2 separate regions of the Zea mays genome follow, and region 2 is linked to region 1. A link is a contact called in public Hi-C data. All regions are on one chromosome and are shown on one strand. Each heading gives the region's core, a stretch centred on a gene start, on an enhancer-like site or on the middle of the called end of the contact. The rest is flanking DNA. Distances are from core to core; before and after follow the strand shown. Region 1 has its middle 21 kb from the start of LOC118473561. Region 2 has its middle 80 kb from the start of LOC103642555.

Region 1 (6,246 bases), core at 450-2,949:
GACAATTTTTCACGGATCAAGCTCGTTACGAAAAACGATCTAGCACCGCGAAGGGGCTACTATTGGGGTCCTGCTTCGTCGCTGAAGGTCCTGTAAGAAGAAACACCTTCAGAAGATCAACACAGAAGCAACACCGAAGTTATTATCCGGGGAGCTTCGGCATAGTGACACGCCTTGAGACGAAGGGTGGCACCGACTTAAAGATGAAAAGACCGATTGGCCCATTATAATTTGTGTCATGATTGTAACCAGTTATAAAGGACATGAATGTAAATCCACACAGGCTGCGCCCTGTGCCTATAAATGGATGAACAGTACCCTGTACTGTTCACGCTGATTTATACTCGCTTGTGCAACACGCTTGTACTTTCTGTCTTCTGTCAAGCCGAAGGTACAAATGTAATTCAATATTGCTCTTATTCATTTATAATTATATAAAAAATACATATTATGATGTCATATAATTATCCATGTTATTTCTCATATTTCATATGCTTCGTCTTTCGTTGATATATACTGTGATGATGAAGGTACGTCATTCATAACCTTCGTCCGAAGATCGTTATATCCTGATTGGGGAAATAATGCTTCGAAGGACGAAGGACATTAACCATTAACCTATTTTTGTGTTGCCTTGTTCTTAATTCATAGCATTTGAGAACAAGTCACCAACCGTAATATAATTTTATAAATTCAAAATTTGTTCAGGAGATTGGTGAACGAGGATGCTGTCAGCTGTACGTGTTGGTCAATGCATATGCACGAGAGATGACCTGAGTAGTCAAACAATTAAATAAAGCCACAAGATGTTATTGCTTTTGAAGATAGCTAGTTCCTCTCTCTCTCTCCCCCACTAGGTCTATTAAACTGCACAAATTGTTGTAGACACAATGCATGATAGAGATGGGTCAACTCGAAGCTAGCTAGCCTTCAGTCAATCGTCCTTAAAAAGATTGTATATGGCCAGCATTTCTTCACCAACGGAGAGAGGCCGGCGGGAAGAAGAAGAAAAAAAAAACGAGAGAAACCAAAAAGAAGTCCAGGCCCGGGGGTTGTATAATTAAGACCGGCGGCGGGGGAAAAAAGGCATAGCACATTTCCTTAGCACCATGTTTATTTGAAATAAAGAGCTGGGCTAGCTGCATCCCAAGTGGTAGCTATAGTAGACATTATTTACCAACTCAGCACGCACGCACGCACGCACGCAGCAGTGCAAAGACAAAACGTACAATCCAACTGAACAAACACACAAGCAGAGCATCCTACATGCATGTCGAAAGCAGGTCGAAAAGCAGCACGCATTTTCTCTCCTCTGACGAATTAACGAAGCAGGTGCCATGCATGTTGTTGGGTTTTTTTTTTTCCAAAGCAGATGAGTATAGCTAGCCATGCATGCGACGATCCGAAAGACTGGACGGAGAAAACTGGTAGCAGCAGACAGCTAGTAGCATTGTGACCCCATGGATCCGGCCGGCCCACGCACTAAACCCGTCGTCGTCGATCGGAGTATAATCATGATTAGGTCCAACCCAAAAGCTCCTGAGAGGACAATCATGCTTATCCCTGGGCCCCGGGCCCGCGCGCCCGCCCCGTCGATGTGTCAATGCCGGACTGGCGCGCGCGCGTGACGTGTCCGCCACGCGCGCGCCACGTTGGCACGCGCGCGTGCATCCTAGCTAGCCGCCCGTGTCCCGTTGAGGGCTGGAGAGAGAGAGAGTTGTAGTAGGCTGGACTGCTGGAGGCGACTCGTGATCGACTGGTGTGTGGTGGGTATGGGCACTGCACCCCTCTCGCTGCTGGCCATGCAAACCGTGCTCAGGTCGTCGCTCATTCGTACGTCCACTCGATCGTTAGTGGTGGCCGGAAAGCTAGCAGAGAAGAAAGAAAGGTGGCGCCGGCCGGCCGGGTCTCGTTTCGCCACCTTTCTTAAGATGTCTGTGTGTGTGTCCCTCTCTCTCTCTCTATCTCCCTCCAACAAGGTCGCCGTCGTCGTCGTCCACAAAGCATCGGAAGCATCCAGCGGCAGCAGGCAGCAGCATGTGAGAAGCATATGCACGTATATTGAGTGGCGCAGCAGACGTACTACGTCTAGATCGATCAGGAGAGGGTCGTCGCGCGCCTATGTATCGACCGGTGCTTGTGCTTTTGTGGGAGCCAGATCGACCACGTACGTCCTGTCGTCTCTCTCTCACCGTCCTCACGTGTGCGGATCACTGCACGAGGATCGGAGTCCTTCTCTGTCTTTTTCAACTTGCCCCGTGCATGCTACCTTATTAGCTTTCTTTCGACCGTCTTTATATATATATATATATATATATATATATATATATATATATATATATATATATATATATATATATATATATATATATATATATATATATATATATATATATATATATATATATATATATTATATATATATATATTGTATATTAGGAGTCATTAGCTTCCAATAACTAGAGGAAGCCCAGGTCAGACACCGGATCAGATTCAGACGTCTATAAAAGAAAATCTAGAGTGCTAGGATTCAGTTTTTTACGCCTCATCCTGATTCATTAGCGACGGCGGTTGCCCGATAGCGCGCGCGGCGGTGGACCCCCGGCCAGTGGCTACGGTGGTCGTGGCTCCCCGACCTCGATGTGCGGTGGCTGTGGTGGCCGCGGCTCCCCGACCTCGACGTGCGGTGGCGGTGATTCTTCGATCCGGAGTAGAGGCGGCGTCGGCTCCCCGATCCAGAGGGCTAGCGACGGCAGTGCCCTTGTGCGGGCAAGCGGCGGCGTCCCCGGGGCCCCGAGACGGCGGCACTTCCAAAGGCCGACGAGCAAGCGACGCCCCCTCGATGTGCGAGTAGCAACGGCGACACACGAGACGCGAGGTTCGAGCGGCGTCACGGAAGGTGCGAGGTGCGCGCAGCGACGATCGCGCATGACATCCTCCGATCCGGCGCAGTTCGGCCGCCCCAAATGACGACATACATCTGTGCTTATGTCGTCGACGACGTCCTCCGGCGACTACCTCCTTCGATTTGTGTTTTTTTCAACTATTGTGTTTTATGTCTACCACATATATTATTTACGCTAAAAACTGTACGATTTTATGCTTGAACACGAAGTTCGTATATCAGTTTGATGCATGCGTATTTTTTGCATGCACATTGGAAAAACAATTCTTTGATTTATAATGTTCGTAATTTACGCGCATGCAATGAAAACTCCCACGATTTTGCCATAATTTTTGGATCTGTATAAAAATAGAAACTGCATGCATATGGCTGCCATGTTTTTCGGATCTGTCATAAAAATAGGATCGTAATAACAACCTATTAGAGCTATCAACCTCTCACATTGACTCGGTATTTACGCTTATAATTGATGGATTTTATGCTCAAAACTTAAGGTTTTTACGCTCCACCCAGAGATGTGTCCACCAGTGAACAACATGTCAATTTTTTACGTAGTGTAAGGAATTGCATAAATACCTACAAATGTGTAGTATAATTTGTATCAGTATATATCATAAACTAGTTCTAATGCGTTTAGCTGCATGGCTGTTGGAGGGATCCTATATTTATGAAGGAAATAAAACATTAAATGCGATTTTTTTGTTTCTATATATGCAATTCATTTTCTTTCATTGCATATTCTTTCCATCATAAATTCGTGTGCATGCAGCTGGTAGCAGATTTTTACGCAGTAAACCGAATTGCATAATTATCTACACAGTGTAGCATATTTAGTATCAGTATATATCATAAAATGATCATTATGAGTTTAGCTACATGAATGTTGCAGCGATTCTAAATTTATAGAGGAAATAAAGCATTTAAAATAGAAACCGCCAATATCTTTCCTAAATTTAGGCGCATGCAAGGGAACGTGTTTTACTCATGCATGCATTTTGTCATAATTTTTGGAATTGTATAAAAATAGAAACTGCATGCATGTGGCTGCCATGTTTTTTGGATCTGCAATAAAAATAGGATTCTAATAACAACCTACTAGAGGTATCAACCTCTCACATTGGCTCGGTATTTACGCTTATCATTGAGGGATTTTATGCTCAAAACTTAAGGTTTTTATGCTCCAACCCGGAGATTCGTTCACCAGTGAACAACATGCCAGATTTTTACGCGGTGTACCGAATTGCATAAATACCTACACCGCGTAGTATAATTTGTATCAGTATATATTATAAACTAGTTCTAATGTGTTTAACTGCATGGTTGTTGAAGAGATCCTATATTTATGAAGGAAATAAAACATTAAATACAATTTTTTGTTTCTATGCGTGCAATTTATTTCCTTTCATTGCACATTCTTTCCATCATAAATTCGTGTGCATGCAGCTGTTAACAAATTTTTATGCAGTATACCGAATTGCATAATTATCTACACATTGTGGCATACTTAGTATCAGTATATATCGTAAAATGGTCCTTACGTGTCTAGCTGAATGTCTGTTGCAGCGATCCTAAATTTATGGAGGAAATAAAGCATTTAAAATAGAAACCGCCACACGTATCTTTCCTAAATTTACGCGCATGCAAGTGAATATGTTTGACTCATCCATGCATTTTGCCATAATTTTTGGATCTGTATAAAAATAGAAACCGCATGCATGTGGCTGTCATGTTTTTCGGATCTGCAATAAAAATAGAATCCTAATAACAACCTACTAGAGGTTATCAACCTCTCACGTTGGCTCGGTATTTACACTTATCATTGAGGAATTTTATGCTTAAAACATAAGGTTTTTATGCTCCAACCCGGAGATGTGTTCACTAGTGAACAACATGCTAGATTTTTACGCAGTGTACCGAATTGCATAAATACCTACACCGCGTAGTATAATTTGTATCAGTATATATCATAAACTAGTTCTAATGTGTTTAGCTGCATGGCTGTTGGAGAGATCCTATATTTATGAAAGAAATAAAATATTAAATACGATTTTTTGTTTCTATGCGTGCAATTTATTTCCTTTCGTTGCACATTCTTTCCATCATAAATTTGTGCGCATGCAGCTGGTAACAGATTTTTATGCAGTATACTGAATTACATAATTATCTACACAGTGTAGCATATTTAGTATTAGTATATATCATAAAATGGTTCTTACGTGTATAGCTGCATGTCTGTTACAGCGATCTTAAATTTATGGAGGAAATAAAGCATTTAAAATAGAAACTGACACACATATCTTTCCTAATTTACGCGCATGCAAGAGAACGTGTTTAACTCATGCATGTATTTTACCATAATTTTTGGATATGTATAAAAATAGAAACCGCATGCATGCGGCTGCCATGTTTTCGGATCTGCAATAAAAATAGGATCCTAATAACAACCTACTAGAGGTATCAACCTCTCATATTGGCTCGGTATTTACGCTTATCATTGAGGGATTTTATACTCAAAACTTAAGGTTTTTATGCTCCAACCCGGAGATGCGTTCACTAGTGAACAACATGCTAGATTTTTACGTGGTGTACTGAATTGCATAAATACCTACACCGCGTAGTATAATTTGTATCAGTATATATCATAAACTAGTTCTAATGTGTTTAGCTGCATGGCTGTTGGAGAGATCCTATATTTATGAAAGATCTACACTGTGTAGCATATTTAGTATCAGTATATATCATAAAATGGTTCTTACGTGTCTAGCTGCATGTCTGTTGCAGCGATCCTAAATTTATGGAGGAAATAAAGCATTTAAAATAGAAACCGCCACACATATCTTTCCTAATTTACGCGCATGCGAGGGAACGTGTTTGACTCATGCATGCATTTTGCCATAATTTTTGGATCTGTATAAAAATAGAAACCGCATGCATGCAGCTGCCATGTTTTTCGGATCTGCAATAAAAATAGGATTCTAATAACAACCTACTAGAGGTATCAACCTCTCACATTGGCTCGATATTTACGCTTATCATTGAGGGATTTTATGCTCAAAACTTAAGGTTTTTATGCTCCAACCCGGAGATGCGTTCACCAGTGAACAACATGACAGATTTTTACGCAGTGTACCGAATCGCATAAATACCTACACCGCGTAGTATAATTTGTATTAGTATATAACATAAACTAGTTCTAATGTGTTTAGCTGCATGGCTGTTGGAGAGATCCTATATTTATGAAAGAAATAAAACATTAAATACGATTTTTTGTTTCTATGCGTGCAATTTATTTCCTTTCATTGCACATTCTTTCCATCATAAATTCGTGCGCATGCAGCTGG
Region 2 (6,808 bases), core at 4,205-6,704, 150 kb before region 1:
CGGAGCTGCAACGGTCGTCTATGCCAGAAAAGGAAGGAGATCGGCACCGGACAGGCTACAGTAGCTGTCCGGTGGCGCACCGGACTGTCCGGTGCGCCACTCGACAGAAGGCAAGGATAGCCTTCCATGTTGATCTTCAACGGCTCCTAGCTGCCTTGGGGCTATAAAAGGGACCCCTAGGCGCATGGAGGAGCTACACAAGCATTCACTAAGCATCATAAGGCATCCAGACTTTGTTCTCGCGCATTCGTTTCGTCGTTTTAGAGATTTGAGCTCTATTCGAGTCGAGGACTCCCTGTGTTGTCATTTGAGCTCAAGTCTTCTCTTGTGTGCGTGGGTGTGCTGCGATTCGTGTCTTGTGTGTGTTGCTCATCCCAACCTTACTCCATGCTTTCATTGTGATCTTTGTTGTAAGGGCGAGAGACTCCAAGCTTGTGGAGATTCCTCGCAAACGGGAATAATCATCTAAAGGAAAATCCGTGGTATTCAAGTTGATCATCAGATCACTTGAAAGGGGTTGAGTGCAACCCTCGTCCATTGGGACGCCACAACGTGGAAGTAGGCAAGTGTTACTTGGCCGAACCACGGGATAAAAATCGCGTGTCTTATATTGATCTCTCTGTGATTATTTGTGTTCACAAGAACTCGCTTCAAGTTATTTAGCCGTACTAACACTCATAACTAAGTTTCGTGGCTATTAGTGTTTAAATTTTACAGGATCACCTATTCACCCCCTCTAGGTGCTCTCACCTACTCCTCGTTGAGGTGCCCACAAAGGACCAGATCTTTCTCAACCCCGTTCCTCCTTGCCGACCACACAGGTCAAGGCGATCCCTTACTCAAGTGCTCACAAAGAGCTGGTGATACAAATCGTTCTTTGGGTCGTCCACAACTTTGGAGACTCCCAAGGAAAAAATAAAATCCATCGAGGAACAACACGTTCCAAGAACAATGAATTCACAATTAAGAACGATTGCACCAACTCAAGAAAGAGAGATCGAAGGATTACTATCAAAATCATGTTCGAGATTTATAACTTATCTCACACCGAAGAATCTTCCCACCAATCGAAGGGAGAAGGACTTGAGCTTGAGAATGGAGTGGAGTCGCTTATAATGATGTGAGTGCAGCCGACAATGAGCCTTGGGTCGAGCGTTCTAGGGTTTTGAGAGAGAGAGAGAGAGAGGGAGGAGTGTCTATATAGTCTGCCCCTAAAACAAATCTGGTCGTTCGGCTGACCGCGCAAATGTCGGTTGAACCGGTATAAATACCGGTTGAATTGAGATTTTGAGCGCTCCCTAAAAAATCTAGGTTGGACCTCCCTTAAAATACCAGTTGAACTGGGATTTTACATAGACAGTTTCTGTACAAAACTAATTGGACCACCCTCACAGCTAGGTTGAACCAAGATTCACATAAAAAGTCAAACCGGAAAAACCAGCGAGGGATTCAATAGGCAAACTCATGAATTTTCAAAACGAAGATTTTCAAATGGATAGGTTGAGTTGGTGGAAACTATCCTTACCTTACCAATCTTTCTAAACGAGTGGAGATTCCTACTACTATGTAGAATATATAAATTTTGGAGGATCTTCGCCTAGAATCACTTGGAAATGCCTCACGCTTCATCACATTGTTCTCTGTTTGTTTAGCTTTTACTTTCCTCTACATTTTTTTATGTTTCAAACTAGATATGCACTAGGAGGAAACTGATTAGAATACTTTTATTTTTTTTGTCCATTAATCACCAAAACCCTCAAGAGGTTGATTGCACTTACAGTCTTTCACAAAATGACTCTTATAATTGGCATCCAAAGTAAAAGATTATCATACATGCCTTTTTAAACTATGTATTGTTAGGAAATTAAGTAGGTTGACAACCAAACTAACTAATTAGTGAAGGACATTTTACTCTTTTGTCAGGCTCCTTATTTAGTACTAAAATCGCTTGGTCATCTTATATCTTTGGACCAAGAGAGTTGACTAAAGGTGAAATGAAATTGAGTGTTCACATTTGCTAGCCCCAGTTTTTGTTCGCATGTAGGGTTCAAAACAGATGTGATTTTTCCACTTCCGAACCATCTTTTTTCCTACATTTGATCCATTCATTCCCATATTTTTGGAAAGATCTAGAAATAGTATGAGCCATGACACATAAGTTCACATCGGAATGGAAATGGACAAGTGTTTTCCACCCATACTTGCAGAATTTCGCATATGGTTGGAACTTCTCCAAATTCTATCCACATTACGTGTCTCATCATCTTTCGATGAATCATATGCGACGAGTTGGGTTTGAATCGCAAGCATGCAACGACATGTAGGTGGGGCACATTTCCCAAATATACCAAGCAAAATAGTCTTGTCACATATGTCAAGAAATTCACGTGCGTTAGCCACACTATTTGGCAGGTTATACTCTATCATATTGCACAACTTCATGTATTATGCAGATTGTGCAACACTTCAGGTTCTACATCATGGAATAGAGAGATATATTTAAATATAGGTGGAATTTTTACCTTTCCCTTTCTCACACATTCCATGATGCTTGCCTTCTTCCTCCTCTAGCCTATGTCACACCTAGTTTTGAAGGACCAAAACCATGTGATAATCAAATGTGCGCCTGGATTAACTTCTAGACATGTAATCATCTTAATTAATGGTAACCAAATACCATGGACGAAAATATTATAGTTATTACATCTCATCAAAGTATAATAGCATAAGTATAGTGTATAACATTACTAAATTGTGACAATAATGACTCCATCATGCCACGGGAATGCAAGGACCCTTGGTTGGCTTTAGTTGTTAGCATACTTGAGGCACTAGGGGGCCTAAGGTCATATCGACCAAGGTCCTCGAGACACATGGGTGCCCAAAGCCTTAATGGTGAGATCCCCCAAGACACGAGAGGCCTTGGTATGCCTTATCAATTAGTTGTTCTAGGGCCCATGGTGGCTATGAGGTCACGTCGGATAGGCCCCTAAGACATAAGGGCCCTTGGTGGCCCTACCTAACAGGTGCATGAGTGGAGCCCTATGGAGGCCTCAAGGGTCCAAGATCATATATGACCTTTGAGGGTAAGCTTGGTAAACTTACTCATGGTATACAAGTATTCTTTTGATAGGATCCTTGTGCGTGTCATGCCAATGGCAGGGGATATGCCTTTCCCTTGGCAATGACAGATAATTATTGACAACAATTGTGGACTAACATTTTATTTGATTGTGTTTCTAAAGGAAGCAACATGGATGTCATGGTGGATATGATATAAAGCATGTTTGATAAGCTCAAGTATTATATGGCATGATGCTAAAGGTTATAGCAAGGCTTGGCTACAATAAATAGTGGAAAAGTGAAGGACAATTTAGAGGCTTGAGTACGATAGGTCATTGCGGTAGTGAAGTGCGAGTATATAGCTTGGCATTGATGGACCAAGATAACGATGAAGAGCGAGCAAGGCTTAGGCCAATGGATTATTTGTGTGAACAAACCAAAGTGTTGATGATGTATAATTTATGGTTTGATGGAAAATTTACGCTTGTGGGCATTAACTGGGAGGTAAATGGATTTGCACAACGCAAATGTATGAAATGTGGGATATTTCATTTCTCCAGCCATGAGGTGGTTAGAGAAGTTTAAGATGCATTTTAAACTTCTATTAGCCTAGTCGTCTAATGAGTACATTTCCATAGAGCCACTAAGCCGTAACCTTAGTCTTTATGGCCTATTTATTTTAGATTTATACTAGCTTATACCAGCCATAAGATAAATAAGTAATTTAGTTGTTGAGCTAGCATTTGAAAAACAATTAAATCGCTTTTGAGAAAATATAGTAAAAGTTGCAAAGCACATTGTTAGAAGTTTTTCTTGATTCTGATGTGCTGAGAAACTTAATATAAATTACAAATGTCAATATAAAAGGCCAACAACCAGAAACCAAAAGCCAACTTTTGAGCCAAAAGGCCAAAAACTACTGCTCAAATAAACATACCCTTGGTATGCCGATTGTTTAATGCTTCCATTTTCCAATATAATGGTCAGATCATCTAGTGCATGCATTGTTGTACAATTCCTTTACACAACATCATTGGTTGGACTCCAACTCATTTGTTAGATGTGTGCTTTTCCCTCGACGGAAGATTGTCCCTTTAACGCACTTTCTTTTGTTCTCACCTCAAACTTCATATGAACTTAGATTGAGATAAAACTTGTTCTATTGGATTCCTTGCACCATAAACTAGTTCATGAAGATCACACCACCATGCATGCTTGAACATTTGGTTGAGTCTTTTCACACATGACTCCCTATTATAGATCCTAACTCTTAAAACGGTTCTTAGTCCTTGAGTTTTCGCTTGAGTTACCTGACTCCTCATGATCCACTTGATCTTAAGTCCATGATCATTTTACTTTCGAGATCTTTGACTATCTAATCATCAACCGTTGAGGTTGTCACCATTCTTCATGTATTGTGGCCTCGATCCTCCCATCTAAACGCTAGCGACACATGCTAAAGATTTCGTCGATTCGCTTCTTCATCAATTCTTGAGAACAATCCTTAATCTTCATGCTTTGTTACCTAACATAGACCTATTTCTCCTAAACACACATAATATACAAAAAAATCAAGTTTGTCATTCACCACTAAAATCACTTACCTAAGGGGTCTTGAAGTTTTCACTCCTATGTGTGGTACAACCTCCACTACGGTAGAGGGAGAGAGGACTTGAAGGAGGAGGTAGGCTGAATGTACTCACTGGAACGAGATCTGTCACTGACATGCTTCATCCTTTACAATAGTAGGCATCATACTCCATAGATCTAGGCCCAATATAAAGTTTTGTGCCACTCAGTTCCCTATGCTAGTTCGCTACCTCCTTATACCGCCCTCAACCACCTGCCTAAGGATGAGTGGATTTTGTACGAGGAGGAACATCACCCTGGGATCTAGCTATAGAATTGGTGTGAGAGTAATAGAGCGGGCACGAAGAAAGACTCGGTTGTGGGCCGAGTCAAGAGAGAGAGAGATAGAGGGATCAAGTAGGCCTAGTCTAGGGACTTAGGGAGAGAAAAACCTCAAGGCTCCGATATATATATTTGTGAATGAGATCGACTAAGATTGTACTTTAATATGTTTTCATAAACGAGTAAATTAAGATACATGTCCTTAAATTTATTTAATTTTTAGAGGTGTGTGTCTTCAATTGTTTGTCCGCATCTAAAAATGTGAATGAGATGTTTCCTAAAATATTTTTTTATATAGTAGTGTAATTACTGCTCAGCACATAGATTAATCAAAGTCGCATTATCTACATACTTTAATACGTTACATCAACGCGATGTACACGCATGGTATACATAGACGACACAGTCAACGTGGCACTAGTGATCGTTGAGCTATTTTGCGCATGTGGGGGCTTGACGTTGATGACCAGAAAAAAAGACTATCTGCCGACCTTGGTAACATTATTTCCGGATATGGAAAGAGACAGCAGGTCATCGCCACACTAGCTGCTAGGGATGGATTCAGATAAGATTCGCACGGATATGAATTTAAATACCACTGTTTAATATTTTTAATTCAAGTAAAAATACATATATTATCAGATACTAATGCAAAAAAGTTAAAGTATCTCAAATTCGAATTCAAATCGATATCTATTTGATTCGAAGATATAACATGCATCTAGCGAAAGGACATCTAGCCGAATTGGTTAGATGGTGTCTCAGCTCTGAGTTCGAATCCTAATGAAATTAAATTTTAGACCGAGGTTAAAGTAAGTTATTCATTGGTTCCCTAGTTGTGCGTACATAAGATAGACTGGCCTATAAGAGACAGATCCTCGTGTTAGGGTTAGGAGGGCTCAAACCACGAGTAAAAGATCACGGACATTTTTTCCCTTATCGGCCTATTTTGCTCATCGATATTTTTTAGTATAATAAAATCGGTGTAAACGATGAGATTCAAAATATAGCTATATAACACCGTAGATAAAGACAACTATAAAAAACAAAAATATTTTAGAAAATGATCCGGATATTTTAAAGTGTATATAAATTCCAATGCAAATTCACCAAAGTTTACTTGTCACTTTGACTTGTGTGTGTGGTTTGCACTTGCACCGAAAGTCGTCAAATCTGGAGTTGACCTATGTGAGAATGGCACACACGCATGACACACCACGTGGTGACACGTACATGCACCAGCATGTAGCAAAACACTATGCATCGGTGTATAAACCCTTCTGCCGCCACTCTTTTTTACCTGTCGCTTTGAACGCGTGCTTCTATACTTTATTGTGAAAGGACAATTTTTTTCGTCTCTTTTTTTATACGCTTCTTTCCAAAAAAAAATCCGGTGAATTTTTTACGTGATGATATGATGTGAGACAAGAGGGCACCATTTAGTTAGTTTGGTCTCTTTTGATAATTTTTGAAAAGGTGATTATTTTGGTTGGACATGTCACTAATTCTCAATATTATGGCAGAATAAAACCATGACACTACATATACAACAGAAAGCTTAACGCCTGTTTGTTTACCGTAAAGCTTAAAGCCATGTTTGTTTACCCTCTAGATTATGTATCCAGCTTAAATAAGTTAAGAGACAAAACAAAAAATAAAACAACACAAATTATTAGATGAATTATATAATCTAGATACCTAGATATTATGATAATCCATAAATAGATTATTAGGTGTTTATATAATTCATAAGCTAGATTAGAAAGACAACAAACATGGCCTTAGCTAGGCTGTGTTTGTTTACCCTCTAGATTATATAATCCAGCTTAAATAA

What was found. Hi-C and Micro-C count contacts between places; a contact is called where the count stands out from the background.
Region 2: a Hi-C map of leaf shows a contact between it and region 1, with 3 times the contacts expected there. The contact joins two enhancer-like sites. A contact is called at or near these places in 2 of 25 Hi-C or Micro-C datasets (both in leaf).

What each region holds. Positions count from the first base shown.
Region 1 is chr10:81,087,089-81,093,334 of Zm-B73-REFERENCE-NAM-5.0, reverse strand. No RefSeq gene overlaps it. Among protein-coding and RNA genes, the nearest start is that of LOC118473561, 21 kb to the right of the region's middle. Within about 2 kb of position 1,699, at least 16 of the 20 cell types and tissues checked have an H3K27ac peak or open chromatin away from gene starts, as enhancers often do. A contact at or near this core is called in leaf, where this site is marked.
Region 2 is chr10:81,241,732-81,248,539 of Zm-B73-REFERENCE-NAM-5.0, reverse strand. No RefSeq gene overlaps it. Among protein-coding and RNA genes, the nearest start is that of LOC103642555, 80 kb to the left of the region's middle. Within about 2 kb of position 5,454, at least 7 of the 20 cell types and tissues checked have an H3K27ac peak or open chromatin away from gene starts, as enhancers often do. A contact at or near this core is called in leaf, where this site is marked.